Linked DNA regions of Mus musculus: all the other regions are linked to region 1. The links are chromatin contacts, called in public Hi-C, HiChIP or PLAC-seq and promoter capture Hi-C maps. All regions are on one chromosome and are shown on one strand. The core of a region is the stretch at or near the end of the contact, and the rest is flanking DNA. Distances in the headings are between cores, read along the strand shown.

Region 1 (2,710 bases), core at 62-2,561:
CCATCTTCAGCAACGCATTGCTCACGCCTTCCTGGTAGAATGGAGAGTGAGCCTTCTGCTCCAGCAGCTCCGTGAGGACCAGGATCCGGCTCTCCTCGCTGGAAGCAGAACTGTGCACCAAGAGGCAGAACAGAGAAAGTGGGAACTCACGGGGGCCAGTGGCCCTAGCCTGTGTGCCCTTTCACAAGCATCCACACAAGCTGCGCATGCTCTGTGGGGCACAACTCTTTCTTGGTCAAAAGCATTAAGTGATTTCAAAGCCATCCTTCAGCATGCTGTCAAAGTGCTGGCTCTGCCCCATCTTCTCTCACACCACCTTGAGGGTAGCCCTAAAGCTCTCACCCTTCCTAGACAAAACTACCTACTAAGTGCATCTTGGGCCTGGACGCTGTTCCATATGTTACCCCAGCTCTGACAACGGCCCAAACACCACCTTCAGAGTCACCTGGCCACGACGCGCCTTACTTGCTCTTCGCCCTAATCTCACCCACCAGACCTCTTGCAACAGGTGGGCCCTAAGATCTGACCAACGCCCGGACACAAAACGCTTATCTGGGGCAGCCCTCCTAAATATGCTGGGCTCCGCCAAAGGAGGGCAGTAGCGCCTTGTTGTGCAGCCCTGCGGCCCCGCCTCCGAGTTCTTAAAAACGCCTGGCACTGCATTTACAGAGTAGGCCGCAGAGGAAAGGGCTGATGTGGTTTAGAAAAGACATCCTTGGTGAGACTGCTAGCTCCTCTGCCCCACCCTACTCTGCATCTCAGACCGCGATGCCGGTCTGGGTGCTCGCTTGTCTCTGTAGCACAAGCACTCCGAAGGCGTAGCGCTCCGAGTACCCAAGGAGGTCTGCACAGGGCACACGGACCACACCGGCTTGCTTCCCCAGAGGCTCTCGGAGAGGCCTGCTGTCTGCCGAAAGTCCGGTCGGCCCCAGCCAGGACGTCTCCAGCATCCATGCACAGGCAGCAGAGGCCCGGGTCTTCTGCCCTACAAGACACTCCGAGCCCGCCTCAGGCTGGAGCTCGAGCTCGCGGCCACGCAGCTCCCACTCCCGCTGCGACAACCACAGAGGACCGCAGCGACTTACTCATCCAGGGGCTCCTGCCGCTCCAGATCCTGGATGCCCAGGGCGCCAAGGATGGCGTCCACTAGGGGCTGGTACTCAAAGATGATCCTGCGGAAGCCGTGCAAGAACGGCATGGCGTCGGCCGCGTGTTCCGACACCCACAGGCCACCACCTCCCGATCTACCGGTTCAGACCCCGCGCCGGTGAGCAATCCTCCCAGGCCCCAGTTCCGCACCGGAAGTTATCCTACCACTCCTACTTCCGGTCCGTGCGGGCCTTTGAGGGAGCATGTGAGTCACACTGCCCCCTGCCGCCGGGGAGGACCTCGCGGCGATCATCACTGTCCGGCTCCGCCCCGCACTGAAATTCCCCGCGAGGCCGCTGAAGGGCGTCTGAGCTCCGACGGGGCATGCGGCCCCGCTACTGACTGGCTCCAATCCGAGGTGACACAGGCCCTATTCGGAGCCTGAACACTACTTTCTGCAGCCTACTTGACTTTGGCCACTCTCTAAGGAAAGGCTGCAACCACCTCAGTTTCTCCACTGTGTAGACCAAGTGGCGTAATGAGGATCTTGCACCCCAACTCTTCCCCACAGACGCTGGGGGCAGTTCCTTATTCTCTGTCCCTTGACGCCTAGCCAAACAGGCTGCCCACTTTTCCCACTTTTCACTGGAGGGACTCTGTGAACCTTCATGTCCTGATCTGGAAAATTGGCATAATATCACTTGCCTAGACCCTGAGCAGGAGGAAGCTTTGACATAGCAGAAAGGACTGTACCAGGTAGCGTCCCCCTACGCAAATTTGAGTGGCTGCAACTTTGAGTCCTGCGGCAAGGCCCTGATGACTCTAAAAAGGTCAGTTATGGGGAGGTGTCAATGGTCCTGAGGCTGCACCATCATAGGTGTAGCTCCAATCCCTTATGGGGGCTTGTGTTCTCTCTGCTTGGCACCTGCCATCTGCCATAGAGTTACTGGCTTGGAACAAAATTTCTTCTTTGTTTTAACCAAGAGCCTTCCTGCCTCCACTTCTCAAGTGTTGGGATGCTAGGCTTGGTTCCAGGATAGCCCAGGACACCAAACCCAGTGGCCAAGGATCTTACACAGAATGGGTACACAGCTCCTCTCATGACCTATTTCAGCTCTATGGGACTCTGCACCCAACAGAGTAAACACCAGGTTGGTCATTGTTTATTGGGTTGTTAAGGGAATAATGGGGAAAAAATCTGTACAGGGGCTGGAGAGATGGCTCAGCAATTAGGAATACTGGCTGCTCTTGCAAAGGACCTAGGTTCTGTTCTTAGCCTGCCAGGACTACATAGTGAGGCTCTATCTCCAAGAGGGGGGAGGAGTCGGGTGGAGGGTGGCAGGTTACTGGAGAGATCTTGATCAGCCCAGGTTCAGCTCCCAACACCCTCATAGTGGCTCACAGCCACCCATAACTCTAGGCCAAGGGGATCTGGTGCCCTCTTCTGGACGCTGTGGGCACAGGCACAAAAGTGATGCACATATGGCCATGCAAGCAAAACATCCCTATTCATGGGGAAAAAAAAAAAAAAGTTCCCCTTTGGGCCTGGGAGTTGGCTCACCGAGCAGAATGCCTCGAGTTCCATACCCAGCACCATGAAGACTGGACATCGTGGCTTCCT
Region 2 (2,700 bases), core at 188-2,687, 1.1 Mb after region 1:
ACTAACTGATGCCCCGGGAAAGGAGACTCTCCATCCAACCTGTCACACTGTCTGTAGACCATGCGGCGGGCTCCAGGTTCCCAGTTTTGTGAGCTGTCATCCATGCTAGGGGGTGGACTTTGGCAACACAGCTGTCTGTGAGTCATTTCTGTTTCTGTAAGTTAACTCTTCACCCATATTCTTGTAAATAACCCTAATAAAGCTTACTGGGTCACCAAGCTGGACTTGGGTGATATCTGTAATTGGATCTCTCGTGGGTTCCTAAACTGGGGTGAGTAAACGTGTGTGTTGTATCTCCTCAGGAAAAGTTGGTCACACAACAACAGCTAACCCAGCTAGCTGGGACCATGGGCAGCCTGTGACCAGAGCAATAGGGCCCTGTTCTGAGTCCAGTTCCTGCCCGAGCTTTCAGAGGGAACACGACCATGCAGGCTTTGAACTCCCAAGCCCTTGTGGGCCTACCTTCTACAGTGCAGTCCCTGCTCCTGTTTCTCCTATTCTGCTGCTTAGGGAGCTTGTGTCAAGTGCCCAGCTTCAGATGAATGAATGAATGCATAGTGGGAGGAACCTAAGAGCAGGAGCCCTGCCTCGCAAGCATCTTTCCTCCCATTAGCCCCATAGCATTCTATCTGGACCACTGGACTCCCCTGTGTGAGCTTGGCTACCCGTCCCCACAGTCAGCTGGTCCCAGGATCCCAATCTAAGGAGTGTAGACTTGAAATAAGTCAGGGGAACAGGGATTCCTGGATCCCATGGTTAGGGCAATCCTGATCTGTGCCTGTGTCCACAATGTAACAATGGAGGGAGACCCTGTCTCTAGAAAGGGTCTCTAGTCTGTTCAGGTTGGACACTGGAATTCATGATCTCTTTCTTTACAAGTTCCTAGTTCTTGCATGCCCACCCTGGCTTCTCCTCAAGTCACAGGCTGCTTCTTTACCACCCTAGAGGACTCGTGTCCCAGCTTCAGCTTCCAGACTTTTCTATCTAGTAGGCATACCGGTACTACTTTGTAGTTAGGGGAAATGACACACAAAGACCAAGTGTCAGGTACACCGTATTTGCACCAACACACGTATTTATCTAAAATATCGGTGTTATCGTGGCACTGCCGGGCAAAGGTGACAGTGAGGTGACAGCCTCTATTGGCACTTGATCTTCACAACCAGCTCTGCAAAGTTCTTAGTGAGATGTGATATTGTCTCTTCTGGTGATGGGGAAAGAGGGCGTTCCCATCTTGCATTTTCCGCGTCCTCCAGCAGAGGGGCGGCGGCGGGCTAAGCGTCCGGCTAAACAGCGGGCTTTGATGCCCCGGGTGCGCGCGGCAGCGGGGAGGGGGGCAGGAGGCGGGCCGCCGGAGGGGCGGGGTGTGTCCGGCCGCGAGGTCCCTCCGCCCCTGGGTCCCGTCGCCACACGCTGCCGAAGGTCTGGACCAGACGACTTTTCCTCCCTGTTGTCCCTGGCCTTGTCCGGAGTCGGGCTCATACCATGTCGGTCGCACTCAGCAACAGGTTCCAAGGTAGGCGCCTGCTGTCCCCGCGCTATCCCGCGCCGGACGTCCCTGGGTCGCCACCTGTGTGCGCTGTGCGGCGCGCGCGGGAACTCGGAGGGGGCGCGTGGCCCGGTTGGTACCCTAGCTTCCCCGCCGACTCTTTGTCTCCCGCAGGAGGGAAGGCGTTCGGTTTGCTCAAAGCCCGGCAGGAGAAGAGGCTCGAGGAGATCAATCGGGTAAGCCGCGTCACTGTGTGGGACAGCGTGTGGGTCCCATGTGCCGCACTGTGCCACCCCTTCCCCCCAGACAAAATCAGCCCCTTCCTCCCCTACCCCTGGCCTTCTGCAATTGCATCCCTGGCCCCTGCTGTGTGGCCTCCAACTCCAGGTAAGTCCATTCCACCCCTTAGTTCTCTGCCTGGCGTCTCCAGTTGCAAGTTGTAACTCTCGACCAGGGAGGTGGGGCGGGTGAGGGAGCCGGCTGGGGACCACCTAAGGGGTTTGGCGCCAGGAGAGACCCCAGGGCCAGTGCTGTCTCCATAGACCCGCAGAACTTAACACTAGGAGCTGGCTAATGCTGGCATTTCCTTGTTGCCTCCCACCTCCAACTCTAACACACAGCTCTTTGCACCAGCTTTTAGAAAAGTTGCCCAAGGGACTGTTTTTTTCTTCTATGCTGGTCCTGGTCCTGGGGAAGTTCTAGAAAGAAATCCTTCCGCTGCTGCCAGAGACACAATAGCAGCTCCGTACGTTTGCTACTGAGCGTGTAGATCCCAGGAGATAAGAAACGGTGTCAGGGCCTCCTGGATTGGCAAAGCACAGAGGTGGCACAGCCTGAGGCTTTAGGGTTCCCAGGATCTGTGTTCAGATGTGACTGGTGTCTCAGTAAGAGCTTCTCGCTTCCTGCAGGGTCACTTTGTGGGCTCAGGAAAGTAAGGAGCCTACATCTTCTGGGGTCCAGCGCTAGGGAGACAGCCCGCGAAGTTAGTTTCTCTCTCTCTCTCTCTCTCTCTCTCTCTCTCTCTCTCTCTCTCTCTCTCTTTCTCTCTCTCTCTTTTCCTCTACAGTGGAGACTGAACTTAAGATTTTCTCCATGCTAGACACTCTACCCTAGAGTTATTAGTACATTGGGGCTGAGGTATGCCAATTGATATAAGGGGAGGCATTTCTTCTTATTTGCCCCTTTGGTCCCTGGACACCCAGAGTGACAAA
Region 3 (2,739 bases), core at 215-2,714, 1.1 Mb after region 1:
GGGTCCCTATTCTATGTGACAGAGGAAGGAAGAATCAGCCGGCTCAGTGGGTCCACAACTCATGAGCTTACACACCACCTCCATAAAGGAGTGTGCCACTGACCTCTGCAGAGCACAGAAAGAGGCAGTGGTCTGAAGATCAATCTATGGGAAGACTTAAGAATGACCCTTTAATGGAGGAGTTGGCATATATTTCAAGTTGTGTCTGTTGGTTCCAGGGTTTTTAACCTCTCTAGTTAAGGGCTTAGCTTTCTTGGGACATCGGCTGCCTTATTTCTGAAAAAGACCAAATGTAACTGGTGTAACCAGCAGTTTGGGGATTGCCAAGTATGGCTTTGCCCTGTGACTCAAAAGATGTTTGTAAGGTAGATTTGGGTGAGTGCCATTATTGTGTGCATGTGTGTATGTATGGATGGGATGTGGTCTCCTGCAGACTGAAATAAACTAGAGCAATTTATCAGTGTCTTTGTGTTTCTTGGGGACAGCTCTGGGCTCAGTAAATTCAGAAGAGCTAGCTGACAACAGGTACCAAGTAAATGAGTGTGTCCTGGGTCTCCCATGTCCCAGACAGACAGTTGACGTCATCTGATTAAGCCCAAGACCCAGGTCTACTGTTAGCATTTTACAATGAATAGAGGCTTGCACACATGCAACTTGTTGAGAGACTGCATCTGACAGAATGTGCCCTCTGGAGCTGACCCACCAGCTCCAAGTTAGGAACCTCTTTTATAATTCTACTCCAGAAATGTCTTCAACATCAGTCAGTATACGCAGATCTGAATCTTAACCCTTCCTGGCTGAAAGCTATTGGATAATTTAACTGCTTTGTGTGGAATTCTCTTATTACATATTTTTTTCCAGACAGGGTCCCATGTAACTCAGGATATCTAGAGATTGCTATGTAGCCTAGGAAGACCTTGAATTCCTGACCCTCTAATCCCCAAAAGCTGAGATGATAGCCGCGCACCATTTGCGATGTGAAGTGGATATGGCTTATGATCTGAAACGATTGCCTTGAAAACAGTAAACAAAACCGATCTTTTGTCCCTTTTCCTCTCCGTTTTTAAAAGGGTTCTGCACCGGCACACAGTGCAGTCCACCCGCTAACCGAACCTCTCTGTCCGCTCTTCCCAGCAAAAAAGTTCCTAACTTCTCTAAGTCGGAAGCTTCTAAGAGCCCTGCAGGTAAGTGCTACCGGGAAGCATCGAGAGTCTCAGGAAGGCCGAGCGTGCCTCTCTCTAAGGAAGAAAATTAAATAGCGAGGCTGCGCACGCAGCATCCAAAGGAAGGCGGACTCCGGCCCGCGCCTCATGGCCACACCCACTGCGCGGAACCGGCCAATGGGGCCTTGTGGATTGGCAAGCGCGCGACTTCCGAGCAGCCCTCGACTGCCTCCGAGCACACTAAAAACCGGCCTGGGTGACGTCAGTCACGCGCGCCGGAAACGCGCATCTACCACGCGCCGCGGGCGCTGAGGGAAGGAAGTTGAGGCCTGAGCGGCCTGAGCTGTGTTTGAAAGGCCGCGGGTGGCAGCGGCAGCGCCAGCAGCAGCTACTTGAACACCCTGAAGGCGGCACGATGGGAGACGAGATGGATGCCATGATCCCTGAGCGGGAGATGAAGGTTAGAGCCTGGCCGGGGCCTCCCCGCCTGCGTAGTCCTGGAGTTGCCTTGGAGCCTCGCCTCTGCCGGCTGCTCCTGCAGTTCGCAGGGTCGCGATCGCTCGCCCCACAGAGCGTCCGCAGCTCTGCGTGTCGCGGGCCTGAGTTCCCTGCAAGTGCAGGTACCTGTCCTTGCGTGGGTTTGTCCACGCCTTCTGAGTTACCCCAGGTACTCTGATGGGCTGGTCGCCTTACTGGTGACAGCGATTCTTGTTTATTGAGTGAGACGTACTGTCGCCACCGTCGCTGCAGCCCTTACGACCAGCTTAGAAAGAGGAGCGCATTGAAGCCTTGAAAGCAAATGATCCAAAGTCACGTGGCAAAAGCCTTACATCTCTCTTACGATTTAGGCATGGTCTCTTGTAGCTCAAGGTGGCTTCTGGTCTTGGGCTCTTGTCTCTGCCTCCACCTCCCAAGTGGTGGGATTATTGGTGTGCATTACCACAGTTGGCTTAGACGCTCAGTTCTTATTAGCTCTCTATACTTGAGGGTGGTCCAAACTACCTAAAGTGGAGCCAAGAAACACTATCTGCCTTCAAAACCCCTAGTTAGTAGGAACAGGAAGTCAAGTTTGGCACTGGAAATCAGCTTGAACTCATGAGACTAAAGGAAAAGCAAGCGAACCCTAAGTGATCCCCATGCTACAACTTCTGGATACTGTGTTAATAGTTGGCTTATATACTCTGACAGAATGGAAAGGCAGGGGACCGTAGACAGTTGGAAATGAGTGAGTTGCAGGAAGGTGTTAGCCATTTGTGTGACCGGTGAGTCGCTAAAATGCACATGGGTCGAGTGCTCCATATCATGCTTAGAAACAGTGGCTCTTCCTTGAGTCAGCACATGTGCTGAGCCCGGTAATGGGCAAGCTTCATGTTCCTCAGATATGTTCGGGTAGAGAATTTAGAACCACAGGGCTAATAGCAGTATTTTAATTCCTGCCAAAAGCAGAAAGGAGAGGTTTGGGTTTTGGGTTTGTCTGTTGTGTTTGTTTTGTTTTGTTTTGTTTTGTTTCTTTTGTGTTGCTTCATCACACTGGCCCACCACAAAAAAAGCCACCAAGCCCCAGTGGTACAGTCAT
Region 4 (2,700 bases), core at 114-2,613, 1.7 Mb before region 1:
TCTGGGTCCTCTGGAAGATCAGTAAGTGTTCCTAACTGCTGAGCTCTCGCTCCAGCGTCAGACTTGTGTTTCTTACACTCAAGAGTAACTTAGCATTTATGTCCTTTCACGAATAAAGCATGGTATATTGCTGAAGTCTGAAATCTGGGTTACGAATTCTGCCAGGATCTGTATCATCAGGGACAAGGAACTGCGGGTAGTTTCTATCATTTCCCCTCATTTCTGAAAATTTCAGTTAGCTATCAAGAGTCTTGTTTAAAAAAAAACTATCATAAATGTGTTACTTTAAAAACCATGCATACATATAGTGCTTCTAGTTTGAAACCACTTTCTGCAACTTTGATTTTGATAGAAACCTTTGACGAAATGAAAAAAAAGGGGGGGGGGAGAAAATAACGGTCAGCTTCAACTGCCGCTTCCTGATTGGCTAAAGCCCCTCTAACGGTCATCTGCTGCCTTATAAACCACACCCCCTTTTCTGGAACGTTCCTTAGAGCTTTACCCTCGTGCTTCAGGCGCTGGCTTCTCATTCTGCGTTAAGGTTCTCCAGGGTAGGAAGGTCTCTGACCCACCTGCCACCTCTAAGAGCCTTGTTCTTTTCTGTGGCGTTGGCAATGGAACCCAGTGTTACAGTGTGACAGGTGAGTGCTCCTGAGTTACTTTCTTGCACACTTTCCTTTAAAAAAAAAAAAAAAAGGAAAAAAAAAAAAAGAAAAAGAAAGAATGTTAACTTTTAATTTTTGGTTAATTTAGGCCTCCAAATCGCTGACCTCCAGGTCTGGAGTTGAAACCTCATCACACCCTTTCCTTTTTAAAAAAAAGAATTATTTTAATTTTAAAATTTTGGTGAATGTAATGTAGGCCTCGAAATCGCTTTCTGTACGAGGCTGGCCTTTGGGCCTGGATGCGCTGGCTTTAAGCCTTCTGAGTACAGGGACCACAGGCTGCCGGGCTTGTAAAGTGATTTGTTTTTTTCCTAAATTCCGTTTTTGAGGAGGAGAGGTTTTGGGCCACCCAACTGTCCTTTGGGAAATCTGACATGACTGTGTTCCATTATCGGAGCCTGTTCTGGGTCGGAAACGGGCAGAGCCCTCGACTTGGGGCGCCCTTGCAGAATCACGCACACATTTTATTGTTTAGGTTTCGGACGGAAACGTGACAGACGTCGCGGACGTTGGGGAGCGGAAGAGCCCAAAGGGAACCAGCAGGTAAGCATCTCCCCGAAGAGGGTCGGGGAAGGGGCGGGGTGAGAAAGGGGGCGGGACGAGGAAAGGGGCGGGGACAGGCTCCTCGGCTAATTTACCGCTCCTTTGGACGGGAGTCCTTGATTGGTCGGACTTACCCCCCTCGTTCCGGAAGTGACGCCACTCAGCGGTCAGGCCGGTTGTTCCCCGCTGCTGCACTTTCCACCTCCCGTCCGCCCCCATGGTCCGCCCCCTTGGTGTACCACAACAAGCCGGCTCTGGCGGGGGCGGGCTGAGGGCGGGGTCCGCTCTCGCGGCAGCGGCGGGTTGGGCGTTGGGCGTCGCCTTGCCCTTCCGTCTGCTGTTCTAGCGGGGGGCATGGAGGTGGGTTAGCGCGCTGCAGCCGGGCCTAGCCGGGGTGAGACGCGCCGCGGACAAGCCGCGAGCGGGCGAACGAGCAGGAGAGGAGAGCGCGTGCGCGGTGAGGGGCGCGCGGCTTACTGCCGTTGGGAACTTGCGCGCGGCCTGCGGGAGCGGGCGCCTGCTGTGACCCTTCTGGAGAGCTGCGTTTGGTGAGAGCGGCGGCTTGCCGCTGCTACCAAGGGCGGGCAGCGCTTGGTGTTTCCTGCAAGCGAGGCCCGCCCCCGGATCTCTGCTGTTCTGGCATCAGCACCGCCGGCCCTGGGCAACGATGTACAGCGAGGACCCTTAGCTTCGGGGCGAGGGAGGCCTCCCGGGTAAGGATCCGACCCTCTGTCCTGGCGTCGCTTCCGCATGGGCACCCGGACGCCCTCCCCGCCGTACCAGGCGTTGCGGTGTGGACAGCCTCCCGTACGCCCACAGCGGATGTGATCAAGTGCCTATTTGGCCCCTGGAGGAGAACAGTCCCTAGGGAAGTTGGGGGGGGGGATCAGTGTTAAGCCGTTCCCCCCAGTAGTGTGTGGATCTAACCTGACCTAGGTAACTCATTAGATGACACAAGGCCCAGGTGAGATGCATAATGTAAGGGACATTTTATCAGTTTTTATTTTAATTTCAGAAATGTTCTTTTTGGGGGCCAAAGTGTGAATCTGTCTGAATGCAGAGCCACATCTCACAGATAAGCCCAGCAATCACAAAGAGCATCACTTCTCTGTAGGACCTTGGTCAAGGTAATTGTCTTATTAAACAATAACTTCTTTTTTAGTTATTTGATAAGTACTAGAGTTAAAAATGTGGCATAGATCCATACCTTGACATGCCCTCTTCTGGTGTGTCTGAAGATAGCTACACTGTACTCATATAAATAAAACAAATCTTTAATTTTTTTTTTAAAATAAGTCTAATGTGTGCAGTAACCTCTGGCAGCATTTTGTTAGGAATTTTTGGAGGTAGGTCAGGTGAGGCAGAGAGATTAGACTTAGTAATTCGGGCAAATGATGAAAGAATAGGAAGACTCAAGAAAGGAGGAGTGCTAGACTCAGATGCAGCAGAGGAGAGGGACAAGGTGATCCTGAGGTTACTGCTCTAGAGATGG
Region 5 (2,763 bases), core at 23-2,522, 1.3 Mb after region 1:
ACTAAGAGAGGAGACATAGGGTGGTCCCTACTTCATCTGTCTCAGCTGTATGCAACTGGGATTTGCAAGGAACCCCACATTAAGGGCTCTTGGATACTGGCCTCACCTCAGCCAAGAATGGGGACAAAGGCAGGCCATGGGCTGGGTCCTTTTGAACGAACAAGGACTTTGTTCCATATCACATGGAGTCCCACAGAGCACTGTGAGCAGAACAATTACTCAGCGTTTTACAAACTTCTATTTGAGTGCCTTGCACAACTGTAAGAAGTGGGCACTATGATGCCTGTGTTACAGTTAGAAACCCTAAGGTTCGGGAAAGAGGCAGGCTGAGCGAAGCCTTCCAGCTGATATGAGCTGATGTGAGAGGCTCTGACTCTGGAGCCTGCAGGCCTATCTGCTGTGGCTGGAGACAACAGAACCTGAGTTGGCTTCTTGTCCTTAAGACGCTCTGGGGTGGTCTTTGTGCATAAACTCTGGGTCTTGGACTGAGCGGGACAGACGGACAAATCATAATCCCGATGTGATGAGCCCCGGGCAGTCACTTCTGTCAATCTCCAAGAGGCAGATCTCTTCCCAGTTAATTACCCATCTGTCTAACAGAAGGCCAGTTTCACAACAACCATTTAAATGCACCACAGTTTACAACAGCAAAATCAACACTGTATTTTTAAAAAAGGAGGAGGAGAAGAAGGAAGAAGGAAGAAAGAGAGGGAGAGGGGAGAGAAGGGTGAGGGAGAGGGGAGAGAAGGGTGAGGGAGAGGGAGAGGGAGGAGAGGGAGAGGGGAGAGGGAGGAGAGGGAGGAGAGGGAGGAGAGGGAGGAGAGGGAGGAGAGGGAGGAGAGGGAGAAGAGGGAGGAGGAGGAGAGAAGAAGAAGAAGAAGAAGAAGAAGAAGAAGAAGAAGAAGAAGAAGAAGAAGAAGAAGAAGAAGAAGAAGAAAGAAGAAGAAAGAAGAAGAAGGAGGAGGAGGAAAGAAGAAAGGGGATAGTTGACTTAGCCCTAGAGACCCAACATAGAGTGCTCTCAGTGACATCAAAATTCCCCTACAGTCCCTGGGATTAAAGTACCCACTGCCCAGCCAGGGGAACAAGAGGACCTGGCTATGAAGGATCTGCCCTGGTCAAAGCTGGTCAAAGTGTAGCTGGGAAAAGCAGGTGTTAATTTAGAGTCCATCTCTGCTAGGGCCAGAGACCAGAACGGGAAGCAAAGGGTGAATCAAGAACAATGGACTACATTTCCCAGAGTTCTTCAGAGCCCAAGGACCAGCCATTGGCAGATTTAAATAGCCCAGGCCCGAGGCAGCCAGGCCTCAGCTGTGGATTCATCTGCCTGTCCGTGGCTCTATTGGCGCTGGCCCTGTAAGGGTGGGCTCTATTGACTGCCCAGCTGTCATTGACGTCCCCAACGGAGCCGGGTGGCAGCTGGAGGTAAATAGCCATGTGCAAGTCTCCTCTCTATATTTAACAGCTGCTACAGAGAAGGTGGTGGCTCCTGTCTTCTGGGAGAAGGCCCTTGGAACTGGGCTGGGACTGGCCTTCTCATAGTAAGTGAGGTCACCATGCCAGCTTCCCAGAGCCGGGCCCGTGCCAGGGATCGCAACAATGTCCTCAACCGGGCTGAGTTCCTGTCCCTGAACCAGCCCCCCAAGGGGACCCAGGAGCCCAGAAGCTCAGGTAGGAAGGCCTCGGGGCCCTCAACACAACCCCCACCCTCCAGCGACGGGGCACGGGAGCGTCGCCAGTCACAGCAGCTGCCCGAGGAGGACTGCATGCAGCTGAACCCCTCATTCAAGGGCATCGCCTTCAACTCCCTGCTGGCTATTGACATCTGCATGTCCAAGCGACTGGGGGTGTGTGCCGGCCGGGCTGCATCCTGGGCCAGCGCCCGCTCCATGGTCAAGCTCATTGGCATCACAGGCCACGGCATTCCTTGGATCGGGGGCACCATCCTCTGCCTGGTGAGAAGCAGCACCCTGGCTGGCCAAGAGGTGCTCATGAACCTGCTGCTAGGTGAGTGTGCCCGCGGCCATCTGTCTGTCACCCGGCCCGCCAGGCCTTCTGGGAGCCGGCCCAACCCCTTCCAGGATCATCAGGCTCTGTGAGAAACCAAGGAACTCGTGTAATGAGGCTAGGCAGAAAGGGTGCCCCAGAAATGGACAAGCCTCTAGTGTGGGGAGGCAAGGGCCCCCTGCAAATTGGGGGGGGGGAGCGGAGGGCTGGAGCATGCAGAGGCCAGCAGGCACCTCTGGGAATCAATTCTCTGTACAGGGGTGCTGTCCAGGGGCAGAGTACAAAGAGGTCAAGGGGTGAATTTGGGGGCTCTGCTGAGTGGCCTAGTGTGATGTCTTGGTCAGGTTGTTATTCCTAACCAGTTACAGACACTACTGAACTGACCCCAAATTTTCCCCTCTTTCATGCTCAGCTAGAGACCCTACAAATTGCCTAGGATTCTTCTAGAGTCTAAAGGTTCAAGGGACCCACCTAAGGTTTCCTATTACCCACTCTGAGCCACTTGGAGCACTAGCCCGCTCCTCCCCCTGGGATGCCTTTGGAGAAAGGAGCCTGGTTGTCAGTTTCCTTTGCCAAAGTCATTGCCACTAGCCCTCCAAACCAACACTGCCAGGTTCCAGTTGCCATGTGGTACCCATGTGGAAAGCAAGCCATTCCTTCTACCTAGAGATGGTACCCAGCCCCCACCCCACTCATCCTCCTAGCACCTCCTGGTCCCTAGGGTCCTCTGAGAACCTTTGCTCATCCCTGGGAAAC
Region 6 (2,700 bases), core at 41-2,540, 1.5 Mb before region 1:
ATTTCTGAGTTCAAGGCCAGCCTGGTCTACAGAGTGAGTTCCAGGGCAGTCAGGGCTACACAGAGGAACCCTGTCTCGAAAAACCAAACAAAAACAAACCAAACAAAAAGAACAAGAACTTATTCTTTTTTTTTTCTTTTAAGATTTATTTTTATTTTATGTATGTGAGTACACTGTAGCTGACTTCAGATGCACCAGAAGAGGGCATCTGATCCCACTGCAGATGGTTGTGAGCCACCATGTGGTTGCTGGGAATTGAACTTAGGACCTCTGAAAGAGCAGTCAGTGCTCTTAATCGTTGAGCCATCTCTCTAGTCCCAGGAACTTATTCTTAATTACAAATAAAAACCCTAACTTGCAAGGACTTAACATGAGGCAAATAGAACTTATTCTTTAATTACAAACAGAAACTTTAGCCTGCACAGGACAGAGGAACTTATTCTTAACTGTCTTAACTGCAAACAGATCCCCTAAGCTGCAAGGTCTATTTTCCCTGTTTTGATCTTCCATTAACTTGAAAGGTATATTGTCCATTTTGATGTCACAGTATATATCAATTTGTATCATATATAATCACATTTTGCTTATTTGCTTATACGTTGGTAGATATCTGGCTCCTTTCACACTTGACTATAGTGAATGAGGTTGCGGTGGATATGGAAGTACAAACATCTCATTTAGACACTGCTTTCAATTCTTTTGGACACATACCATAATTTCTATTATTATTATTATTGTTAATTTACTTTTTGGACACAGGTCCTCATGTAGCCCAAATGTTTTCTATTTCCTTTTAAGTTTCATAAAGAAAAACGTTTTGAAACTATATAGAATACCTTGCTGTTTCGAAAAAACATCAATTGATTCATACCTTAACCAATTATTTAGGCTGCCAAGTGGCAGTTTTCTTGTATCACTCTGCCTTCATTTATGTGTTGGCATTTTACTACAGGTAAGAGAGTTCTTCCCCTTTATTTATGAATATGGACTCATTCATGTACTCTGGGGACATTTTATTGTTTTGAGAAATTCCTATGTGACTGTTCAAATTTTGGAGATACACAGTGGGCTTCTGCATTTCTTTGTCATTCACTATTAAGCAAAAGGAGAGGACAAAATGACTTCCCTAGATGGAGATCATAACTTGTGGTCAACTCTCTCATTCAGTCAGACTGGCGCTGTTTTTCCAAGTTCGCTAGAGCTTCCTGGATGGGAGCCACGTCGCAAACTACACATCCCAATACCCTCCTAGGACAACGTCATCACGAAGCGCCGCGCGCCGCTCAGGCTGTGGACTCTGGAAAGCCGGCTGTGACAGCTGCAACATGGCGGACGTGCTGAGCGTTGGTGTGAACCTGGAGGCCTTTTCGCAGGCTATTAGCGCCATCCAGGCGCTACGCTCTAGCGTGAGTAGGGTCTTCGACTGCCTTAAGGATGGCATGCGCAACAAAGAGACGCTGGAGGGCCGCGAGAAGGCCTTCATCGCGAACTTCCAGGACAACTTGCATTCCGTCAACCGGGACCTCAAGTAGGTACTGGCTGAAAGGATCGGGGTTGAGGACCCTTCTGGCACCTGTCCCGCCCGGATCCCGCGCCAGTCTGCCCAGTCACGGGCCTCTCTCCTTTATTCACAGTCCGCTGTCACTTTCGCTCATCTCCCGGTCCTAGTCAGCCTCTCAGGGACTCCTTGTCTCCCGTCCCGTTACCTAGTATTCATTCTGTTGGCCATTTCGTCCTGGTTGTCATCTGTGGTCCTCGGTTCCCGCTGTAGTGGTCCTATCTGATGAGGAAACCTCTTCTCAGGAACTTCCACCTCGTCGATCTTATCAGACCTTTTCCTTGGGCTCCATCACATCGGGCCAGTCTCCCCATCAACACTGTCCCAGGCCCAATTACGTACCTCTCGATCCGATGAGCTCCAGTTCCCATCCTCAGAGCCTAGAATTCATCAGTTCCACCTCACCTCATTCTCAGACTACCTCCGTTACCTTTGCCTCTTTCCATTTCCCCTCCGAAGCCACCTGCTCCTCACTGCCAGTCACCATCATTCCTTTTGTTTAGCTCTTTTCTCGAGAGATACAGTCTTACATCTATTAGGATGTTTAAGAGGAAGAATTTATTTAGGTTCAGTTTCAGAGGACTCAGTTCACTACAACGGGAAAGGAATGTTTGAGCAGGTTAACCCCTAATAATTGGGGATTACATATTTCCCTCACGGGACTCCTTTTACATCATTAGTGTATTAAGAGTTTGCTGAGAAGACATTACTCAGATGCCATGCATAGAAGGCACTTTGGATTTTGAGACAGGGATTCTCAGGGTAACAGTCTTGGTTGTCCTGGAATTCAATTTGTAGACCAGGATGGCCTCAAACTCACAAGAGATCCTCCTGCCTCTGCCTCTCTGGATTAATCTGCTGGGATTAAAGGTGTGTGCCACCACACACAGTTTAGTAGGCATGTCTTCTGTGCCTGAACTTGTGTTTTCTTCCTGTCTTAGAAATTAGAATGGAAGGACTTGAGGTCTCCCCCCCCCCCCCAGACAGGGTTTCTCTGTATAGCCCTGGCTGTCCTGGAACTCACTCTGTAGACCAGGCTGGCCTCAAACTCAGAAATCTGCCTGCCTCTGCCTCCGGAGTGCTGGGATTAAAGGCGTGCACCACCACGCCCGGCTTGGATTTGAGCTTTTTACTTCTGAAAT
Region 7 (2,700 bases), core at 49-2,548, 1.9 Mb after region 1:
TTTGGAGTTTTCTGGGAACGGGCACTGTGAGGCTCCTGGAACCAAGCCAGGGGCAGTAAGCTCAGAAGGCCTCAGGAACACTTCCCCCAGGAGCTTTGCCTACTGGAAGAGGTGTGAAGAGGCCTCCTGGTAGAAGGCACACCTAGTCTGGGGTTCAACAGTCCCCCAGGGCTCCAACATTTCTCTAGCCCTGCCTCTCTCCCTGTCCTGTGGTCAAGGTCAAGGAACCACTGCACCCTCTGCTCTCCTCTTGGGCTTTGTCTGCTCTCACCTTGTGCTCTAGCTGCTCATCGTTTTCAGACCCTGCTGCACAAGGTTCCTTGTGACTCCCGCCCTGGGATTCTCACACTCGTCAGGTCACATTGAGCAAGCACTTCACCTGACTTCTTCCCAGGGCTTCTCACCTCTGTGTGATCACCCTTCCCATAGTCACCAGAATCGGGGAACCTATGTCTCATCAGTCCTCAAGTTCTGTGTTTCACTCCTCAAAATCTCTCCACTTGGGCTGGGCACGGTAGTGCATACCTTTAATAACCCCGTTCTAGAGCTAGAGGCAGATGGAGTTCTCTGAGTCTATAAAACAAACAAACAAAACCCCAAAACGTTAAAACAACAACAACCCCCCCAAAAAATCTCTCTGCCCTCTCTCTCCCTTAGGACTGGGAGGCCAGTCACCCTTCTCCCCTACCACACTACAAATGATGACCTCTGACCTCTCCCAGTTCCCCTGAAGGGCTTGACTGGCTCTTCCTCAAGCCCTTCTTGCGGCCCCGACCTCTGCCTCAGCTTTCCCCTTCTCAGCCCTCACCTTGCTTCTGTCTGTCATGGCCAGGTTTCTAGGCTAACTTCTGGGCTAAGCATACTCTGAGGTTCCCTAGCTCCGTTGTTGCTAGGCACCAGGTCCACGATGTCCATAGGCCCCGCCCACTTGGCCCCGCCTCCGAGAGTCACTAGAAACTCAGCAAGGCAAGCCAAGGCCTAAGTCAAGGAAAGAACCTATGGGCAGTGCACGCCGACGCGGGCCAGGGTAGAAACTTAACGAGGTACCAGCCCTCGAGCAAAGGCCGAGCAAAGGCTGAGCCATACAGGGTGACGCGTCGCGGAGGAATGCACCCAGACACTCGCCCGGGCCCGCGATCCACCCACTTCCGCCCCGCAGAGACATGGCGGACGCCAAACCCAGCCTGGATTGGGCGTCGCTGGACATGTCGTGATGCTATTGGCTTAGGGATGCCTGACGTCAAGGGGCGGGGTCCTGGCTGTGAATGGGAGTCGGCACGTTGAAGTCCGGTCTTTTTAGTCCAGGGATGCGGCGGAGTTGGGCCTTGAGCCGGCAGGTTTCCGAGGCTCGGTTCCCCGGGAAGCGGTGGCTGGTGAGTGGGGCGTGGGTGGCTACACAGGGACGCGGGGCTTGGCTCCGCAGCTACGCTTACATTTAAGTGTATGCGTTGTATGCATGTGCCCTGTGGCTGTCAGAGGGCAACTTAGGAGAGGGTTCTTTCCACCATGTGGGTTCTGGGGATCGAACCCAGGTTGTCAGGGTTAGCAGCAACCTTACCTTCGGAACCATCTTTTCGGGATAGTTGTCCCTTTTTCTACTTAGTCAAATAGGCGCAATACTAACTGGCTCCAAACTTTTAGTTTTGCTCTTGCACCAGGGAGCGGCATCCTCTGGCTGGTGGGGCCTCCAGGAGTTCCCAGACCCTTAAGTGCTCCTTCCCAATACTGTCGCTTCTGTTTCCTGGTCAATGTTTTGGGTCCTGAGTGAGTGTTGCCTACAGGTGGCTGGCCTGGGGAACCACGGAATGCCCGGCACCCGGCACAGTGTGGGCATGGCGGTGCTGGGGCAAATAGCAAGGCGACTGGGAGTGGCGGAGAATTGGACTCGTGACTCGCGCTGTGCTGCTGACCTCGCCCTGGCCCCGCTCGGGGATGCTCAGCTGGTACTGCTCCGGCCGCGGCGCCTCATGAACGTCAACGGGCGCAGCGTAGCCCGAGCTGGTGAGTTGTAGGTTTCATGGATAAGAGGGCACAGGGACCAGAGAGAGGGTTCAATTGTGACAAGTGCCTGGTGAGCCCCAATTACTACAGTGAAGGCTTGGGGAAGCCTGTTTACATATGGGGGTTGTTGTGACCCCTCTGAGCAGATATGCAGTAACTAGAGTGTTGTTTCCCTGTGCCAAGCGGAGCTGTTTGGGCTGACTGCGGAGGAGATCTATCTGGTCCATGATGAACTGGACAAGCCGTTGGGAAAGCTGGCTCTGAAGCTGGGGGGCAGCGCAAGGTGAGGCTCTTATGTGCGTAGGTTTGGGTAGGGATGCTGGCCTCTGTTGGAGTGGAGTAAGATTGTTGAGACTATCTATCTCGATAGGCTGGGCTGCTCTGAAGAAGGCCTGGGCAAGGGAATGGAGGAAGGGCACTGCCTCAGAAAGTACTAACTGCTCTTCATATCCCCTCAAGGGGCCATAATGGAGTCCGTTCCTGCATTAGCTGTCTGAACTCCAATGTGAGTCTACCCTTCTGCCCTGCCCTGGGTGGGGGTGGCTAGCATTGACATTGTATCTCACCAATGCATCCTCATTCCCCTGGGACCCTACAGGCAATGCCAAGGCTGCTGGTGGGCATCGGGCGCCCCACACACCCTAATATGGTGGAGAACCATGTCCTGGGCTGTTTCTCCCCGGAGGAGCAGGAGCTACT

Evidence for each region. Promoter capture Hi-C pulls out the DNA fragments that hold promoters and counts their contacts. A called contact is a pair of places that touch in the nucleus more often than the background predicts. HiChIP or PLAC-seq counts read pairs in DNA pulled down with a chosen protein or histone mark.
Region 2: a contact with region 1 is called in an H3K27ac HiChIP or PLAC-seq map of embryonic stem cells, with 5 times the contacts expected there. The contact joins the promoter of Aif1l here to the promoter of Asb6 in region 1. A contact is called at or near these places in 1 of 39 promoter capture datasets (liver) and 1 of 115 datasets of contacts at active chromatin or transcription factors (embryonic stem cells).
Region 3: a contact with region 1 is called in a promoter capture Hi-C map of liver, with 2.4 times the contacts expected there. The contact joins the promoter of Nup214 here to the promoter of Asb6 in region 1. A contact is called at or near these places in 2 of 39 promoter capture datasets (both in liver), 1 of 484 Hi-C or Micro-C datasets (neutrophils) and 1 of 115 datasets of contacts at active chromatin or transcription factors (regulatory T cells).
Region 4: a FOXA1 HiChIP or PLAC-seq map of pancreatic cancer cells shows a contact between it and region 1. The contact joins the promoter of Setx here to the promoter of Asb6 in region 1. A contact is called at or near these places in 2 of 39 promoter capture datasets (liver and pre-B cells), 1 of 115 datasets of contacts at active chromatin or transcription factors (pancreatic cancer cells) and 2 of 9 other capture datasets (liver and pancreatic islet).
Region 5: a promoter capture Hi-C map of liver shows a contact between it and region 1, with 4 times the contacts expected there. The contact joins the promoter of Plpp7 here to the promoter of Asb6 in region 1. A contact is called at or near these places in 2 of 39 promoter capture datasets (both in liver).
Region 6: a contact with region 1 is called in a Hi-C map of B cells, with 7 read pairs. The contact joins the promoter of Med27 here to the promoter of Asb6 in region 1. A contact is called at or near these places in 2 of 39 promoter capture datasets (liver and pre-B cells) and 1 of 484 Hi-C or Micro-C datasets (B cells).
Region 7: a Hi-C map of CD4 T cells shows a contact between it and region 1, with 6 times the contacts expected there. The contact joins the promoter of Ptrh1 here to the promoter of Asb6 in region 1. A contact is called at or near these places in 1 of 39 promoter capture datasets (liver) and 1 of 484 Hi-C or Micro-C datasets (CD4 T cells).

The regions. Positions count from the first base shown.
Region 1 is chr2:30,826,989-30,829,698 of GRCm38.p6, forward strand. It overlaps Asb6 (ankyrin repeat and SOCS box-containing 6), which reads right to left and starts at 1,312. Exons shown (of 6, transcript NM_133346.2): 1 at 1,086-1,312; 2 at 1-110. The coding sequence starts at 1,198.
Region 2 is chr2:31,948,866-31,951,565 of GRCm38.p6, forward strand. It overlaps Aif1l (allograft inflammatory factor 1-like), which reads left to right and starts at 1,438. Exons shown (of 6, transcript NM_145144.1): 1 at 1,438-1,516; 2 at 1,664-1,725. The coding sequence starts at 1,486. Lamc3 (laminin gamma 3) reads left to right here. Exons shown (of 28, transcript NM_011836.4): 28 at 1-218.
Region 3 is chr2:31,972,986-31,975,724 of GRCm38.p6, forward strand. It overlaps Nup214 (nucleoporin 214), which reads left to right and starts at 1,465. Exons shown (of 36, transcript NM_172268.2): 1 at 1,465-1,623. The coding sequence starts at 1,579. It overlaps Aif1l (allograft inflammatory factor 1-like), which reads left to right. Exons shown (of 6, transcript NM_145144.1): 6 at 1-457.
Region 4 is chr2:29,123,629-29,126,328 of GRCm38.p6, forward strand. Setx (senataxin) reads left to right here and starts at 1,364. Exons shown (of 26, transcript NM_198033.2): 1 at 1,364-1,921; 2 at 2,224-2,335.
Region 5 is chr2:32,094,256-32,097,018 of GRCm38.p6, forward strand. It overlaps Plpp7 (phospholipid phosphatase 7 (inactive)), which reads left to right and starts at 1,273. Exons shown (of 2, transcript NM_145521.4): 1 at 1,273-2,007. The coding sequence starts at 1,557.
Region 6 is chr2:29,345,520-29,348,219 of GRCm38.p6, forward strand. Med27 (mediator complex subunit 27) reads left to right here and starts at 1,291. Exons shown (of 8, transcript NM_026896.5): 1 at 1,291-1,528. The coding sequence starts at 1,326.
Region 7 is chr2:32,774,523-32,777,222 of GRCm38.p6, forward strand. Ptrh1 (peptidyl-tRNA hydrolase 1 homolog) reads left to right here and starts at 1,299. Exons shown (of 5, transcript NM_178595.3): 1 at 1,299-1,373; 2 at 1,782-2,001; 3 at 2,185-2,284; 4 at 2,461-2,506; 5 at 2,600-2,700. The coding sequence starts at 1,308. Ttc16 (tetratricopeptide repeat domain 16) reads right to left here and starts at 1,111. Exons shown (of 15, transcript NM_177384.3): 1 at 809-1,111; 2 at 526-573; 3 at 1-35. The coding sequence starts at 826.